2 separate regions of the Mus musculus genome follow, and region 2 is linked to region 1. A link is a contact called in public HiChIP or PLAC-seq data. All regions are on one chromosome and are shown on one strand. Each heading gives the region's core, a stretch centred on a gene start, on an enhancer-like site or on the middle of the called end of the contact. The rest is flanking DNA. Distances are from core to core; before and after follow the strand shown.

Region 1 (6,600 bases), core at 1,014-3,513:
ATCTAGAAAGCAGGTAGAGTTTATATCATACATCACACCAAGAAGCTCCCAGAGTGCATATTGGTACCTCTCTCTTTGCTGCAGGGAGAGAGAGAGAGAAGGAGAGGGAGAGGGAGGGGGGGAGGGAGAGAGAGAGAGAGAGAGAGAGAACAGGAAAGACCAAATAAAAACAACTGTAAGGTGGAGGGGTTTATTTTGAGTTACAGTTTTGGGGTAGAGTCCATCATGATGGGGAGGTCATGGCAGGAGAGCCTTGAGCTAGCCAGTCAGATGGCATCCATGGTCAGGAAGGAGAAGGGGTGAATGCTGATGCCCAGCCTGCTTTCCATCAGGCAGGCAGGCACAGCAACCCATGGGATGGTGCTGCCCAACCTAGCGTGGGGTCTTCCTCCTTCAATTAACTCAGTCTAAACACTCCTTCTTCACTGACATGTCCAGAGGTGTGTCTCCAGAGTGACTCTAGAATCTGTTGCCAGTCAAGAACCTCACAGTGGTACACGGGCATGTGCACACACACACACACACACACACACACACACACACACACACAGATCAACAGACCATGGAAAACGACCTAGGATTGGTTACGACCACAGTAGGTCGTCCATTCCCTTCCTCTCTGACTGTCAGTTTCCTCAATCTGGAAAAATTAAGGGATATAGATTAGATGGTTCCTTCTGAGGGAAGCCTGAGGGACCTTGCTGGTAACCGCACCATCATCTGATTAGTGTTCAATTTAAAGCAGTTAATAGACAGCTGGAACTTTGCAAGGCTGGCCAATTACTAGGCGCGGCTGGAGAGCACAGTGCCAGAGAGCACGCTGGGTCCTTGGGGACCAGTCTATATATCAGGGTGTCATCAGCCACTCCAGGGACCTGCAGTATGAATAGCATTGCCGGAGGTTTCGCGCAATGCAAAACAAAGGGAGCTCTCCCGCAGCAGCTCTCTAGGGAAGTAGGACACTCAGAGGCAATTTCCTGGAGTCCCCACCAGGCCCTGGGAAAGCTGAGCAGTGGTCTGGGAGCCTGGCAGAAGGCTGTCCCTCCTCCCTCATCACCTTTCCCTGGGCTCTGCCTGCTGCCTGCTGACAGGACCCAATTAGCATCCTTCTGAGAGGCTGGCAAAGCAAACAAAGAGGAGAGGGATCCCCAGGAGAGAAGACCCTGACAGTGCAGGTCCTGAAGGCCCGAACACAGGCCTTGGACTCAGCCCAGCCTGGAATCCCAGAGCTCCACTTTGCAAGCCCTGTGACTCAAGATAGCGCAGTGGCTTGTTGGAGAAGCAGGTCTGTTTGGGCTTCAAAATTAAGTAAGAATGAGATTTATGAAAGCCATTGAAAGGACGAAAATACGGAATTCACTGGGACCTCCCTGGCGCCAGGCTGCAGATATAATCTGTAGCTCAGGGCATGGGGGGGGGGGGAGGTACTGAGTCTGGGATCTGTGTTTAAGTCTCTGCGACTGGCTGGTGCACCCCTGAAGACGAGTCTCACCTCTCTTGGTGTCTTCATCTGTATCCTGAAAACACTTACAGTGTTTCCCCCAAAGGAATGAAAGAGAAAAGTGAAACTGCCTGGCTGGGAGGGGGGTGGGACTGTGACTCAGAGAGGGTGGCACTACTTTTCTCAGCGCCCAAGTGACTGCCTCAGGTGTGTGTCACCATGCCACCTTGGGACAGCCTGACCAGGTTTAGAGGGGTGGCACTTCCAAGTCCTGGATGACCCACAGCAGCCCGCCTGCCCAGCGGTTAGCTCAGGAAAGCCTCAAATTATACAATTTATGAAACTCGATCCAGTTTTCCGTCTGGAACGTGTGATTAGAAAGATTACACATTGCCTGTTGCAATTATGGTAATGTTGATGTGTGGACAGATAACTGGCAGCGGAGCTGTTCTCAGCCATCTATTTATAGGCTCGGATTCTTGCTATCTCAAGGCAGACATATGGGCCATGAAGGCAGGCGACAAAAAAAAAAAAAAAAAAAAAAAAAAAAAAAAAGCCAGGAGGGGGAGCGTGAGCCTCCCTCGGAATGAAAAGACACCAAAGGAAGCCGTAATTAGGGCTGGGACTGGCTTATGTAAATCAGGTAATACTTTCAAAACAGACACGAGATCCGGTTTTAATAAAGCACATTGGAACAAATGGCGGAATAATGACTTTAATAAATCTAAATACAAATATTTTGTTTCGTCTCCAAAATGAACAGCCCTGGCATCTGCCGAGCTTGGGCCCGGGCGAGGGGCGGCGCTCAGTGTTACTGCATTCTTACGCTCCCTCAGCAGGCTTGAGGATTTTAATTTTTAGCCTTCTGCTAAATTACACGGGCTGTCAGTCAACTGTGGGAGATATTTTGAGTAGCGAGATTTATACAAACACACAGAGCACACTCAGAAGGCTCTGCACAATATCTTTTACACCAACCCAGCATGTAAATCACAGGTTGTTCCGGGCCTTGAATTACAGCTTTTCTGGAGATAGACTGCAGAGACATCATTCACCAGTAGGAGGGATCTGGTGGCACTTTCTCGATGCCCTTCTCACCCCAGTGTGAATCAGAGGCTGACTAGGAGAGTGTTCTTTTGCACTTCCCACCCCAGCTCTGCTGCCTGCGCCTGCGGTTGTTGATCCATGAGGCAAAGAGGCTGCCCGTGTGTGCTCTGATTAGTTAAATAATGTTGTCCTGGACACAGACCGATCTCTTCAAGTGAATAAGACTAGGCATGATGGCTCGTGCCTATAATTCTAGCACTTGGGAAGCAGAGGCTAGGTGCTAGAGGATCTCAAGTTGGAGTTCAGGCTGTGATATAAGTGAGTTTAAGGGCAGCCTGGACGACTTCTTGTATGCTGATGGACAGCTCTGCGGTAGGCAGTCCTGTGAGCATCACTTCCTCTGGTCTTCACTATACCTAAACACCCATGCTTCACTCACTGACATTTTATGTGATATATTGTTCTTCTTTACTTAATAGAACTAGGTTTTGTTTTATGTATGTATTTCTCATGCTATTTTAAACTACTGTCCTCAAGTCTATGGATTCTTTTTTTCAACAGTTTTTTTTTTCTTCTTCTTCTTCTTTTTTTTGTTCTTCAAGACAGGGTTTCTCTGTGTAGCTCTGGCTGTCCTGGAACTCACTCTGTAGACCACGTTGGCCTTGAACTCAGAAATCCACCTGCCTCTACCTCCCAAGTGCTGGGATTAAAGGTGTGCCTCACCACTGCCCCGCCAAATCTATGGATTCTTAATATAAAGGCAACACACATTTCAAATATGTCTCTACCCACAAGGTTTTGAGTGGTCCAATGATTCCGCTTACGGAAGTTTGTTCCTCAGAGTAGTAATGTTGGAAGGTGATGGAACCTTCAAGAAGCGGGGCCTCCAGAGGTAATTTATTAGGTTATTAGGTCCTGGAAAGGGTCTAATGGCATCCTCATGGAGTTAGTTCTCTAGAGAGGACATTCTTAGAAAAAGAACAGGACCACCCACTCCACTCCTTAGCTTTCTGATTTGCCACTCAGGCTCTCTGTCTTGCATGCACTCTCGCCATGACACCCTTTGCCATGATGATATAGCCAGGGAAGCCCGGGACAGAACCCTCATCATGCTGGTTGTACTTCCTAAGTATACTTCTTCTCTGTGTATATTACTCCCCTCCCCCACCCCAGGTATATTGTAGCAATGGAAAAAAAAAGCCCAATACTACACACATGGGAACTAGGATTAATGGCCTGTATTTGGGAAGAGCTAGCCTTTATTCTGTCACATTTTGTTTTGTGTTTTTAAACAGACAAAGGTTGTGATGGCAATGTTCTTAAGCAGCCAAAATAGAAATCTGGTGACCTTATGCCACTCTCGTAGAGGCCTGTGAAATCCAGCAGCCAGGCCTCACTCACCCATATCCTCATGTGATTAGAGTTTCTGCACTGCAGGGCAGGGCTGAAGGCATTCAGCTGTTTCTCCTCACCTACATCTATTCACAATCCCCTCTCTACTCATTTCTTCTCTCTTGTTTAACCAGTTCTTTATACATTTGTATAACTGTCCATGCATCCATCTCTCCACCTATCATTCCATTAATCCACCCATCCACTATGCATGCACGCATCCACCCACCCACTTATCCTTCCATTCATCCACACACCCATTAATCCCAGCCACCTGCCCACTCATCTATCCATCTATTCACCCATCTATCTATCCACCCATCCACTCATCCACTATACATCCATTCATCTACCCACCCATCTATCCACCCATCCATCCACCCATCCTTCCATTCATCCTTCCACTCACCATCCATCCATCCATCCATCCAATCCATCCATCCACCCTTCCGTTCATCCATACACCCATTAATCCCACCCACTTACCCACTCATCCACCCACCCATCTACCTATCCTTCCATTCATCCACCCATCCACTATCCATCCACTTATCCATCCACTTATCCATCCATCCATCCATCCACCATCCTTCCACTCATCCACATACCTACCCATTCGTCCACCCATCTACTCACCCATCTATCTATCCACCCATTCATCTACCCATCCATGCACCCACCCATCCATCCATCCACCTACCCATTCATCCACTCATCTATCCACCCATCGTTCCATCCATCTGCTCTCTTACCTATCCACATACCCACCCACCCACCCACCCAACTATTTGACTTGCAGAGCTGCCCTTTCTGCTGCTCTGTCCTCCCACATGGCCGGCTGAGCACTCCTGTTTTTAAGATAGGCCCAGCTGGCAGAATCCCTCCTGCAATAGTCTGTGTCCTTATTAAAGCTGAGATTTCCACCCATCATTTGTTTATATGGTAGCTCTACAAATCTCTGTCTCCCTTCAGCTCTTTAAGAGAGCTCTTTGTTCCTCTCTCCAGCTTCATCCATCACTGAAGACCACCAGTATTTTGTTACAGAAAGATTTCCTGGTTTCCTTCTGTAACTGCCTCCAGACCTCTTTGCTCTTGGGCTCCTCTCTCTTCCTCACTGTCTTTGCCCAGAGGTGGGTAGTGGTCTCCACACTCTTACTATGGATACTGATCCTAGGTACTCACCGGGAGTCTGATGGCCCCATCTCACTGCTGGTACAGAGGGCTGCATGTGCCCTGGACCTGAAACTTATATTCCTACACACCACAAAGTCCCGATGTGAACAGTAGCAGCAACCTTGGATTCCACTCAAAAGGTGGTTTAAGTGTGTGCGCTAGGTCACCACCAGCTGGGACCTTTGAACATGAGTCAAAATCAGTCTTCCCTCACTCAGTTGTTCCTCTCAGATGTTTAGCTCAGTATCCCACACTCTCCTGTCTACAGGCTGGCTCCTGGTACTTCTCCATAAGCCCGTTCTTGATTATTGATGCCATGTATAGAAGTTGAAGATTTTAATTTATAAGATTACATTTATTATTATCGTCATTATTATTAGTGTTATAAGTGTGAGTGTATGTAAATGTGAATGTGTGTGTGTGTATGTATGTACATCCACATGTGGAGGAAAAAGGACTGCTTACCAGCGTCTGTTATCTTCTTCCACTATGAAGGTAGGCCTTGGAGATTGAGAATCAATATCAATTAAAAAAACTCACAGTGGGCTTCTTCGCCAGAGCTCAGGTGTTTCCCCCCAAGTCATCTCACCAGCTAGAAATTCAGCTAGTTTTTAACGTCAATGTTTGTGGGTTGTGGTAGAAGGAAAGAGATGACTCCCAAATGTTGTGTTCTGGTCTTCACACCAACAACAGCATGACAAACAGACCTCTCACTAAATAAATAAATAAATAAATAAATAAATAAATAAATAGGACAATGATAATAAGATAAAGTTTGATGGGGGTCAAAGGCATTGGCCAGGAAGGCCCTGAGCTAGAGTCAGGGTAGGAAACAGACAAAATATGGAGACCTCGTAAATGAACTGCATTCTTGTGCCATACACGGTCGGTTCTCTCTGGCCTGGTGAGTGCTGTGTCTCTCTGAGTTCCTTTGTCTTCGAGTTTGCTTTCCTGTTAGTATGGTTGCCCTTTGGTGTCTGTAACGTGCTGCCTAGTTCCATGTTGATGTGACACAAGCCTGAATCATCTGGGAAGAGGGAATCTCCCCTGAAAAAAAAACGCTCCCACTAAGTTGGCCTGCGGACAAGCCTGTGGTGTATCTTCCTGATAGATGTGGGAAGGCCTGGCTTACTATGAGCAATGTCACCCCAGGCTAGAGGCTGAGCAAGCCGGCAAGCTGCACTCCTTCATGGCTTCTGCTTCAGTTCCTGCCTCCAGGTTCCTGCCCCGACTTCTTTTATTAATGAACCATTAGCTGAAAGTGTAAGATGAAATAAATCCTTTCCTCCTCAAGTTGTTTCTGGTTGTTATGGTTTTTGTTTGTTTTTGTGTGGTTTCATAGCAATAGAAGCCTTAACAACGGCAATGGGGAAATTGGTCCAGACCCCTTTCCAAGTCTGAGTACCAAAATCTGTGGATGCTCTAGTTTCAAACATCCAGCACTTGCAGATAACCTGTGCACATGCTCTCCCACTTACAGATTTGAAGTTTGATAGTGTCTAATGCCATATAAATGCGACGCTGGGAGCTGCTACCCTGTATTGTTT
Region 2 (6,150 bases), core at 2,964-5,463, 580 kb before region 1:
TGATTGCAAGCTGACAAGTGAATTCTGGGAACTCAGCCTGGGTCCTACGGAAGAGCAGCAAGTGCTCTTAACCACTGAGCTATCTCTCCAGTCCTACTGAAGTTTTAATGAAGGTTTCTGAAGTCCCCTCAGGCTCTGAAACCTACATATTCTATGAATCAGAGATGCTATTAGAAATTCAACTCTAGCTAGTAACTAACTGGTTTGGGGAATTGTGAAGCTCAGAGGCAGAAGATGTTCTGATGTGGCTGGGTCCAGAGGCTCTTGCAGAATTCTTTGGGGGGACTTTCTCCCTCCTTGTCCATGACTGGTCTGTGTTCCTCCTCCTGTGCTGGGGTATCTTTTGTGACATTCCAATAGACTGGCCATTAGGAGCTCAGTCATACCGAACCACAAACGAGTCTCTTCCAGAAAAACAAAGCTTCAGGCAGCAGCTGAAAGGATCAGTGCAGGCAGCACACTGATGGTCTCTGTGGGTCTTGAATGGATTTCAGATCCTATGGAGCCAGGAGAGGAGGGGCAGTGTATTCCACAGAGGGTCAGAGGAGTGCCATTCGCCTGGCCGGACCATCTGTGAGGCCCAAGGTGAAAGTGCAAACAGAGGCCACAGATGTCTAAATCCACTAAAGCAGGACTCATGAGCAGTCTGACCTGAGAAATAGGCTTATCTGCTCATCTGAACACTCAGATCTGCCAAATTATCTGGAGGGCGGGCCTCAGTGGAGGATCTTCACAACGATTGGCATCTTGTGTTAGGACGACACAGACCTATGGCCATTGCTCCTCTTCCCACCACAACTTTGATCCTCTCTCTGTAAACACTTTAGTGAAGACGTCCCTGTCCCCAACACAGCCCCATGTATGCAGCTGACCTCCCTGTAATATGACCTTTAGTATGCGTCACTTGAGAGAAGGCTGAACAAGTCCCAGATGTGCAGGAATCCCAGGTTTCTAGGTTCTGGAGGCTTCTGGAGGGAGTCTGGAAGAGGTGTGTAGGCTCTGGTGGGCACGCCTCTCTGACTCTATGTCTGGGCTGCTCGCTACAAGAAGAGGGAGAGGGGCTGGGGAGGGAACGTAGTTGGTCAATTGATTTGAGGACCTGGATTCAGTCCCACAAAGAAACATGTGCATACTTGCACGTGTACACACACACACACACACACACACACACACACACACACACACAGTTGAGAAGGTGGGGGAGGCTGTGGCCAGAGAAAGGACTACAGTGGCAGCTGTTTAAGAGACAGGCTGCCGAGCAGGGTGATTGGCTTGGTTCTGGGGCAGGACATGGATGGAGGCATGATCAAGTTGAGTGAGTGGTGGTGAGAAAAGGTGAACTTGGGAGTAGAGTGGGTGATTCTAATGCGGTGATATGCTTGGGTGTCAGTGCTCTCAAGGCTTGTCCCAACAGGCAAGGGAAGCCTTAGGTGGCCTGGGTGGGCTCTGGCAGGACCACATGGGTCAGGGTGTTCTTTACTTTTGCCCTGTAGTGCTTAGCACTGTCTGTCACTCTGCACTCATTGGAATTTAGTTTTGATGTGAGGACAGGTCTTTTGGGAACTGAGTACCATCCTTGTCTCAGTCTTGTCCTTCCTGATTCTCCCGGGATTCCTGAGTCCAACAGAACATTATGTAGCCTTGCCATGGCTGGCTTGACAATGGGTCCCCAAGGCAGGCCTAGGCCCCCATCATGGGACTTCCACATGGAAGTCCCATATGTTGGTAGGAAGACAGGATAGATACATGTGACTTGAGTGAGGATGCTGGGGTTAGGAGGAAGCATTCTTTACTGTAACCCTAAGGTATCACTGCCCCTGAGAATTATCTAGAGTGCAGTCATTTCCTTTGGTTTCTTGTGTCCAGGCTGGGCCAGCAGCCACTCTTATACTTACCCCTAATCTGGGTATCCCAGGCATCTCCCTATTGGCCTTTCCCTCAGGCCATGATTGACTGGACAGCCTGTTAAATGCTGGAACATTTCATCGGAGATAGAGGCTCATCTCACTCAGAGGGTTGGGAGATGAAGAAGCTCAGGAGTTGAAGGCTTGGTGCCCAGCTGGTAGCTTTATTGAGAAGTGATCTAGAGTGGGGAGGGACTTGCAAGGTGACTGCAGTCAAAAGTGCTTTCTGCCAAGCCTGATGACCTGAGTTCAAATCCTGAGACTCACACGGTGGAAGGAGAGAAGTGTCTCCTGTGAGTTGTCATCTTAGAGCCACGTGTGTGCTGTGGCATAAACACACACACAAATGAAGAAGATACACAACTTAAGAAACAACTGGGGTCTGAGATGGCTTATGCTGTGTCTGCTGCTTCATCCTAGGCCAGAATGGACAGGACCAGCTGATCTTGGACTGACACCTCTGAGCCTGTGAGCCCAAACAAATCTTCCCTCCATTCAGTTATTTCTCTCAGTGATGAAATTCTGACCAATTCAAAGTAAGGCCAATCCTTGCCAAAGTGCACAAGATACCCCAGGGATCTAGTGAAGGTGCATATCTGATTCAGGACGCCTGGCCAAGGTCCCAGGAGTCTTCATTTCAGTGAGCTTTCTGGGCCATAAATCTGCAACTAGAGAGTCTCTTGGGAAATGAGGTGCCAGTTGGGTGCCACCTCTATCCTCTGAATCCATTGTATTTGTCAGGGTTCTCTAGAGTCACAGAACTTATGGGTAGTTTCTATATAGTAAGGGGATTTGTTGATGACTTACAGTCTGTAGTCCAACTCCCCAACAATGGTCAGCAGCAGCTGTTAATGGAAGTCCAAGGATCTAGCAGTTGCTTAGTCCCACAGGCAAACAGGCAAAGAAGAGAGAGTCTTTTTATGTAGGTCTCCAGCAGAAGGTGTGACCCGGATTAAAGGTGTGTATGACCACGCCTGGATCTGGGACTTGCTTTGTCCTAGATGACCTTGAACTCTGGGATCTCCTTGCCTTAGTCTCCTGGGATTCATAGCCACTATGCCTCAAGATCTCCATGCCAAGATCCAGGTCAGAAACTTGTATCTCCCAGCCTCAAGATGAGGATCACAGATGAGCCTTCCAATTCTGGATTGTAGTTCATTCCAGATATAGTCAAGTTGACAACCAGGAATAGCCACTACATCCATCTACCCACACCCTTTTAGAGTGACCACTGCCCTGGTTTGCCTGGCACTGTCTTGGTTTTCAAACTGTAAGTCCCACCTCCCAGAAATTCCCTTAGCCTTGGATAAGCCAGAACCATTGGCTATCTTCTCTCCTTCCCTCTGCCCAGCATCTCCTTCCTCCCCAGGCCTTTCCTCCCCATACCTGCCTCCTGTTCACTAATCACTCGCTAGTGGGTTGCTTTTTTCCCTGAGACAGGCTCTTCCTATGAATTCGGGATCTTCCTGCCTCTACCTCTGAAGAGTTAGAGTCACAGATGTATGCCGCCATGCTTACGTCCTTAACACTGCTCGATTTCACATTTACTTACTTATTTATTTACTCATTTATGGGGGGACTGTCAAGAGTAAAACACAGTTTCTACGAGGAGGTCCGAGGACAGTTTGGGGGAGTTGGTTCTCTCCTTCTATTATGTGAGTCCTATCTTTAACATCAATCATCTTTATCCACTGAACCATCTCACAGGTCCCTCCTTTGACTTTATTGGGCTCCCCAAGAACTTGAGTCTGAGCTGGTATGTGTGTATCGGGGTCACGTGGGAGTACTTCAGGACTTCTGATAAACTGGAACTTTCCTCTCCTAAGGAGTGTCTGTGATCCCCCGTGCAACCTCGGTGGTTGCAATAGCACCAGGCAGCTAGTAGCCTCCTGCTTCTTAGCCCTTTGTGTGCATTAGGAAAAACTTCAGCTGCAAAGTTGGATTACAGAGGTCTGGGGTGGGCCTGAAAGTCCGTGCTCTGAAAGCTTCCGGATGAAATTCTGGGGTTTGGGGGGGCAGAGTGAGAGCTTCTTTGTAGAGAGAGAAGAGCAGGTGGGAACACCCTGGGCTCTGAGAAGGGTATTCCGCTCTGGGGTGATTGTGTGGACAGCCAGCTGGCCCATCAGACTGATTGACTCCAAGATGACAGTGGCCCAGATCACACTTACTTACCCTGTTCTGTGGCTTGCAGAAAGTCCCCCCCCCCCCACTTTGATACACTGTCTCTACAGCTGGCTCCAATGAGCAAAGGATTTCTCTCCAGAGCTGGGCTCTGTTTGTCTTTGCACCTGCTCCAGCAGCTGTTGCCCACGCTCCGTTAATGGCACAAACGAAGTCTCTAATGGTGGGGCGTAAGTCTTGGTTGGCAGTGGGGCTGGGGATGTGGGATGTGCAGACAGATGGGAACTCCGCCAACTGCTGGGATCCAGGCTGCACTGCCAGCCAGACTGCCAGCCAGCCAGCCAGTGGGTCAGCTGGCGGGATAACCAACTTGGAAGTGTTCACCCTCCCAGGCATCTTTGGAACACTCACAAGATGTGTATATGGGTTCAGCCTCTGGAACGCCCGTCTTGGATGACACAGGAAGACCTGGACATACCAAGGACTTCAAGAATGAGACAGGGTGGGGAAGGCGGTAGGCAAAGTGCTTAGTGCACAAGCGTGAGACCTAAGCTCCAATCTTCAGTATCCACATAGAAGGCAGGTGTGGTGGCATCTCTGTAGTCTCAGGGCTGGGGAGAGACAGGAAAATCAGTGGCCAGCCAGTGTAGCCCAAATGGGGAGCTCCAGGTTTGATGAGAGACCCTGTCTCAAAAAAACTAAGGTGGAGAATAATAGAAGACACAGATGTTGACCTCTGGCCTCTATGTGGCCTCTCTCTCTCTCTCTCTCTCTCACACACACACACACACACACACACACACACACATCAGTAGGACTTTTGGTGGACTGGAACTATTTCTTCCTCTCACAAAGATTCTGATTGGCTTACACAGTGTCTTTAATTTGAGACAGTTGCTCTGACACCAAACATTGTACTTATTCATTCGGGAGTTGTGAGGTAGGTGGGCATAGTGGCTTACACCTTTGACTCCAGCACATAGGAGGCAGAGACAGGCAGATCTCTGTGAGTTTGGGATGAGTCTGGTCTATAATGAGTTTTAGGCCAGCCAGAGTTGCACAGTGAGACCTTGTCTTGAAAGCAAAACAAAACTGTGTGTGCACAGACTGCAGGATCCGCCTTTGATAAGAATTCTTGAGGACTGTCAGGGCTCCCACTTACCAGAGCTTCTGATGTTTAGAATTTCTAGTTTTTAAAGATAAACAATATGTCCTAACCCACCAAGATTACCATTGCTGAGCTGATATCAGCGGTTGGCAGATGCACTGAGCCCTTTTTTAGGTTAGGAATGTCATTTGACTGTGTCCCATGACATGGTTGTGTTTGTCACCGATGGAGCCATTGGGTATCACTTGGTTCTTGTGTTCACCGTTCTCTGATTTCTCTTGTCAGGAGAGCTTCATTTGGACCCACTCTCAGGCATTGTGACTTCATCCCTTGTGCAGAGCTGTGAGGTAGAATTCAGACCCAGCTAATCAGAGATTCCCCTGGCCAAGGTGGTTGATTCTGGATGGTCATATGACCCAAAGAGAGTAAGTCACGTCTTGGAATGAGATCGCTCCCTCTCTGAAGGATGGGAAGCTGAGGAGGAACTGAACGGATGATGGAACGGATACTACAAAAGACAAAACTGTCTGCCTATTGGCTGCTCAATCTACGAGGCTGCATGTCCCAGCACTCATCTGGCCTGGACTGCCTGGGGGATTCCTGGAGAGCCACTGGTCTTCAGACCATATCAGAAGACCCAATAAGCTGGGTTCTGACATCAGCAATAGGTGGCTTCAGGGAGGATGTCGAGGTAGATGTGCTCATCAACAGGAAGCAAGGCAGGCAAATGAGCATCATTGCTCTCCCCTCAACATCAGCCTCATATCTGGGCGCCACCCACTCTAGGAGTGTCTTTTCTCTCCTCTGTCAATCCTTCTCAGAAATGCTCTCATAGACTTATCTGCTCAAAGACCTTAGTTGATTTCCTGATCCTACCAAGCTAGCTATTGCAGAGGGTGTAAGACCAGAAGTGACCACTAGAGGACACTGTGTCTAAGAGGTTTGCTGGGCGGTTCCCACCCAAAGTGGGCAGGAGCTGGAGTTAGAAACCAGGCTTGCTCAGGCATACAACATTTT

The links. HiChIP or PLAC-seq counts read pairs in DNA pulled down with a chosen protein or histone mark.
Region 2: an H3K4me3 HiChIP or PLAC-seq map of embryonic basal ganglia shows a contact between it and region 1, with 7 times the contacts expected there. The contact joins two enhancer-like sites. A contact is called at or near these places in 1 of 39 promoter capture datasets (the SN4741 cell line), 2 of 15 datasets of contacts at CTCF or cohesin (large pre-B cells and pro-B cells), 3 of 484 Hi-C or Micro-C datasets (bone marrow-derived macrophages, cerebellar granule neurons and gonadal supporting cells), 7 of 115 datasets of contacts at active chromatin or transcription factors (embryonic basal ganglia, embryonic stem cells, forebrain and 2 more) and 1 of 9 other capture datasets (embryonic stem cells).

Annotation. Positions count from the first base shown.
Region 1 is chr9:61,273,709-61,280,308 of GRCm38.p6, reverse strand. The region is part of intron 3 of B930092H01Rik (RIKEN cDNA B930092H01 gene); the gene reads left to right. Among named protein-coding and RNA genes, the nearest start is that of Gm51681, 6.5 kb to the left of the region's middle. Within about 2 kb of position 2,263, at least 141 of the 459 cell types and tissues checked have an H3K27ac peak or open chromatin away from gene starts, as enhancers often do. A contact at or near this core is called in embryonic basal ganglia, where this site is marked.
Region 2 is chr9:61,860,299-61,866,448 of GRCm38.p6, reverse strand. It overlaps Gm34974 (a long non-coding RNA gene), which reads left to right. Exons shown (of 6, transcript XR_001779199.2): 6 at 5,419-6,150. Among named protein-coding and RNA genes, the nearest start is that of Gm34974, 35 kb to the left of the region's middle. Within about 2 kb of position 4,213, at least 19 of the 459 cell types and tissues checked have an H3K27ac peak or open chromatin away from gene starts, as enhancers often do. A contact at or near this core is called in embryonic basal ganglia, where this site is marked.